Linked DNA regions of Xenopus laevis: region 1 is linked to region 2. A link is a contact called in public Hi-C data. All regions are on one chromosome and are shown on one strand. Each heading gives the region's core, a stretch centred on a gene start, on an enhancer-like site or on the middle of the called end of the contact. The rest is flanking DNA. Distances are from core to core; before and after follow the strand shown.

The links. A called contact is a pair of places that touch in the nucleus more often than the background predicts.
Region 1: a Hi-C map of the XTC cell line shows a contact between it and region 2, with 3 times the contacts expected there. The contact joins two enhancer-like sites. A contact is called at or near these places in 2 of 4 Hi-C or Micro-C datasets (the XTC cell line and animal cap).

Annotation. Positions count from the first base shown.
Region 1 is chr7L:38,653,774-38,656,532 of Xenopus_laevis_v10.1, forward strand. No RefSeq gene overlaps it. Among protein-coding and RNA genes, the nearest start is that of anapc16.L, 14 kb to the right of the region's middle. Within about 2 kb of position 1,273, at least 3 of the 7 cell types and tissues checked have an H3K27ac peak or open chromatin away from gene starts, as enhancers often do.
Region 2 is chr7L:38,532,235-38,534,934 of Xenopus_laevis_v10.1, forward strand. No RefSeq gene overlaps it. Among protein-coding and RNA genes, the nearest start is that of dnajb12.L, 32 kb to the left of the region's middle. Within about 2 kb of position 1,392, at least 1 of the 7 cell types and tissues checked has an H3K27ac peak or open chromatin away from gene starts, as enhancers often do.

The DNA.
Region 1 (2,759 bases), core at 23-2,522, 120 kb after region 2:
AATAGAAAGATGAGTAATAAAAAGTAGCATAACCAATACATTTTATAGCCTTACAAAGTATTTGTTTTTTTAGATGGGGTCAGTGACCCCTGTTTGAAAGTTGGAAAGAGTCAGAAGAAGACAAATAATTAAAAAAATTATAAAAAAGAAAAAATTAAGCCCAATTGAAAAGTTGCTTAGAAATAGCCATTCTATCACTTACTGAAAGTTAACTTAAAGGTGAACATCTATGAGGATACGTTTAAGAAGTATGACTTCTTAAAGGGGTGGTTCAACTTTATGTTAGACCAATTCTAAGCAACTTTTCAATTGGTCTTCTTTTCTTTTTAGTTTTTTTTAACTATTTGCCTTCTTCTTCTGACTTTTCCCAGCTTTCAAATGGGGGTCACTGAGCCCGTCTAAAAACAAATGCTCTGTAAGGCTACAAATGTATTGTTATTACTACGTTTTATTACTTATATTTCTATGCAGGCCTCTCCTATTCATATTCTAGTCTCTTATTGAAATCAGGGCATTGTTGCTAGGATAAGTTGGACCCTAACAACCAGATTTCTGAAATGGCTAACTGGAGAGCTGCTGAATAAAAAGCTAAATAACTCCAAAACCACAAATAATAAAACATAAAAACCCCAATAGCAAATTGTCTCTTTGTCTACATCATACTAAAAGTTGATTTTAAAGGTGAACAACCTCTTTAAGTAACTTGAAGATAGCATACTGTATGGTTTAAGTGCAATGGAACATGCAGGGTGTCCATCACTTTTGTGTTTTAGAAATGATAAAAAAGTTGTTCCTGATGGCAACTGCTTCCCATTATCTTGAATGGGGAATGCACTTCCTGTGCCAGTGGGAATCAAAACAACCCGTTACCATTACCAATAATGGAGCAAGACACGGCTGTTTCAATAAGGAGAAGCAGACAAATTCAAAAAGAAATGATTCTTCGTGCAATCAAAGTATTTGTTTTTAGAACGCATTACCTTTATTTTGCAGCTCTATACAATATTAAAAAAATGCTTCAAATTAAGTGTAAACAACAACATTCCTTTTGACTGATATGTATTTGTATGACACAAGCAATCATTCATATGAGTTATCCTGTATCCTTTAGTGTATCCATGGGTTGTGTTTCCCCTGATTTTGATAACTTTACAAGACAATTCAAACAAACAAAAGGCGAAGGTGCCTCGACCACCCAATAAACAGGATGTCTGAGGTGCCAAGTGCACTAAAGGAAGCAGTGAGAAAATAGAGCAGTGACTTCAATAAGTGTTCCCTTTACATATAAAGGGAATGAAGGTGTTAAAAAGACCTGTCAATCATTTGCATTTTCAAAGACTTTGACAGGTTGAACTGCAATGCTGTATTAAAGCACTTTACAGATAATAACGTGGCTGGAGCCATAACTAGTACCGGTATGGGATCCGTTATCTGGAAAACCCGTTATCCAAAAAAGTGTCGAATTACGGAAAGGCCATGTCCCATAGACTCACATTTTATCCATATTTTTTTTTAAATTATTTTCTTTTTCTGTGTATTAAGTACATTGTACTTCGTCCAAACTAAGATATAATGCATCCTTATTGTATACCTATAAGGTGAGCACTCACTGGGTATGCCCTGCTAAATTGTACGTCCCTGGTCCAGATCCTCATCCAATGGCACAACTATGTTCATGGAGCACAGGAAATGCTACTTCCTACCATAAGTGTACGGTGTAATGAAAAAATCTCAGTAATGTGGATGTTTTTAATAAAGAAAATATTAATAATATTTTTTTTGTAACTGAAGAAGCTCCATTCACATAGAAGGGTGCAATTCTTCAGAAATGTCTTTCTAACAAATAATCAATATTCTTACATAGAAATAGTTCTGCTTCATTCACAATTACTAAACAAGGGAGAGCTGAAACTCAGGCAGATCAGTAATGAAGCAGGTTCTGATAATTAGCCAGCCACACGTCCTACACACTGAACTTCAGCAAGAATCACTTCCCACAGACAGATGGCTCTGTAACCTTTCCCTCCAGTCCTTCTGTTGCCATTTGATTTTCCAAAATAACCATCCAAGTGCATAGCATCTATTTTTGAATGCACATGTTCTGTATAGTAGCTTAAATTATTCACAGTTATGTGTCCATGACGTATAGAACGTACAAAATGCACATGAAGTAGTGAAGTTTAACCTGTGATCTTTCTGTTGATCTACACTCCCACAAAATGCCTTTGGCTGTCAGATCTGCAGTTTCAGCAAGATGGGCAGCCCAGATACAGGGAAAAATCTGCCTTGTAATCCACAGCAATAACCAACAATTAGCTCTGACAAAACATCTGTAGAAAGCAATATTCCAATTATATACTATGGGTTACTACTTGCAAGGAAAATGCACAACTTCTTTGTGATGGAATAGTTTCTGTAGTGACATTTGCCAAACAATGAGCCTAAAACTGTCTGATTGTAGTCTCTGCATTTTACCAACAGAATTAGAAGAGACACACTGTAAGACGCGCCGGGAGATCCTCTGGTGTTCTTGCCTCTGGGCGTCTCCTTTCTGCTGCGGGGGCGCGCCCGGCGCTGACGTACAGTGCATCGAAGTGACGCTGGCGCCGCTTTGCTGGTGTTGACGGTCTCAGGACAGTCGCGCAGAGTTTAAATTTCTGGTGCCAAATTCCCTTTAAAAAAAAAAAAGCCAATTTTTCTATTTTGACAGTGCCCAAGCTGGCTTCCTGCCGAAGCGTTATATTCTATTGGAAAATTCT
Region 2 (2,700 bases), core at 142-2,641:
TAATATCTAATATCAGTTCTTCTCTTTCTGCATCATTTGAAATCCTGGCAGGGAAGGAGGGACTAAAACACTGATGTTACAAATTGTAACAACTTCTCCAGAGCTTACAGACAGCATGCAGGAACTACATAACCCACAATGCATTGCACTGGGATGTTCTTTTCCTTATTGAAATCACATGTGCAGAGAATTGTGGGGTTTGGAGGATGCAGCCTGAGGACAGATGGCTGTTGATACAAAGTAACAGTAGTCAGCCAGCTCAGCAAAGTAGTCAGAGAGATCAGCAGGGGGACTAGGCTTAGGGAACTGTCAGAAACCATTAAAACTCCTGAAAAGTCTGAATATTTTTTAAATTGATGTATATTGCAAAGTTGCTTGTAATAATGTTTACTTTTCAAAAAGCTTGTTATGTTTGTGTGGAGTTCCCCTATAAGGTTCGAGTTGGGTTTTCCACGAAAATTCGCGTTTTTGAGGTGACTTTTTTGGTCAAAATTCACATTTTCGAGTTAAATAAAAACCCTCAAAATTTCCCAGTTTTTTATTTAAATTTTTAAAGATTTATTATACCCCAACCCTGGAAATAGCTGGAATCTGAAAATACATCTAAAACCTGTCGAGGTCATGTACGAGTCAATGGCAGACGTCCCTTGAAGCATTTAAAGATGTTAATAGCCTTCATGATGTTCGAGGATTTTTTGGAGGGTTTTGCCTGAAACCCCGATCATTTCAAGCGATTCAAGTTTTTTTCCTGTCGAACACTCGATCAATTAAAGTTTTAGGGTCGACCGAAGAAGAAGCGATTTGTCTCCCGTAATAGCAGCGTGTGTCTCTGCCCTTTAGATATAAAGATCAAAATTACGGAAAAATCCCAGGTCCTGAGCATTCTGGATAACAGGTCCCATACCTGTACTGTTTTATTATTACAGTGAAAAAGAAAAGAAAATCACATATAACATTTTGAATTATTTGATTAAAATAGAGCCTATGGAGATGGCCTTCCTGTAATTCAGAGCTTTGTAGATAACAGGTTTCCAGATAACGGATCCTATGCCTGCTTATTCACTACCTCACTAGGTTGTGAAGAGGGACGTGACTTTTTCTGCAAGTAGTATTTGATTTAAAAGTGGAAAAAACATTGATTTATATATCTGTTTATATTTCATTGTCTATGTGACTTATGGCTTTCCTGTCCCTTTAACCCCCCAGTTCTGTTTCAGACTTGAGGCAAGTGATTTGTAGACATGTTATCTAAAGGAATTCTCTATTCACTTGCACTGGGAGCCTTATCTCAGACAAATGGCAGCAGTTTTTGCACTAGTCCTGGGATGATTAGAGCGCAGTGACCTCCAGGCCTGGGTGTTTGATCCCTGCAGAGTGCTCCTTCCACATTTAGCCACTCTCCCAAAATGAACAGTCTCTGTCTGTGTCCAGACTAAGCCTTTCATGGCCAGATGTTTTCAGCTGTTCTTTGATGCTTTTTATGGGATCATCCTCTGATAACCTCGCACTTTACCCCATTGTAAAGAAAGAGCTACAGTTGCAGGGATGGGGGATTGTAATACGTTCTGTATAAGCTACAATGGTACAGTCCTTTTGTTCCACAATTACATCTCATTAATTACACTGGCAATCAATTACTTCATTAATAGTTCAACCCTGATTCAGGGCAGAGACGCTTAGTTTTCCAAAGTTGCCTCACAAGGAAAGTTCAGGCGCCTTCGGAAAGCTGAATTGATCCGAGTGCCATCCCGCCTGGCGATTTACATTCTAGCCGGCGGGAAGGCAGATCGGGGAGATTATTCGCCCGAAGAATCAATTTGTCGCTGGGCAACTAATCTCCCGAAATGTGTCTCTTCCCTAAAAGGGATGGCCATCCAATAATTCTATTTGTTTTCTTTGTATTATAAAAATCAATTCAAAAGAAGTGGTTCACCTTTTAGGTTTAGTCCACACGAGGAGATTCGGGGAGAAAGGCAACTTCGGGCGACTATAGAAAACGCATCGGCGCGTGTGCATTAGCGCAGGCGACTTTTCATTATAGCCTATGGGAAAACACGCTGAGGCAGTTCAGGGAGATTGTCGCTCAGAAGACGAGGCGATTAGTCGCCAGGCGACAAAAACCTCCCCGAGTCTCCTCGTGTGGCCTTACTCTAAGTATGTTATAGGTCAATTCAAAGCAACTTTTCAAATGTGTGCCTTTTTCTTCTGAATCCTTCCAGTTTTCAAATGGGGGTCACTGAACCCATCTAAAAAAACAAATGCTCCATAAAGCTACAAATGTATTGTTATTGCTGCATTGTATCCTATTCAGGCCCTCTCCTATTCATATTCCAGTCTCTTATTCACATAAATGCATGGTTGCTAGGGGAATTTGGACCCTGGGAACCGGATTGCTGAAATATCTGGAGAGCTGCTGAATAAAAAGCTAACGAGCTGACATTTTCCTCACCCCTGTGGGATTTTTAAACCAGTCCAATCAGTATCTGACACTTCAAGTTGCTCCTCCATTAACTTGAATCTAAATAGATTAAAGGTGTTGAGTGCAGTTTCGGGCAGGTGAGTGCCATTGGATAATGCTTGGTACCATGTCACTTGCTTAAAACTGTACACTGCATTTTGAGTTCAGTTTCGTGGAAGGGCAATATGAAGAGGGATTTTCCCCACTGTCCAGAGAGCTATAATACCAGGACCACAAAATGC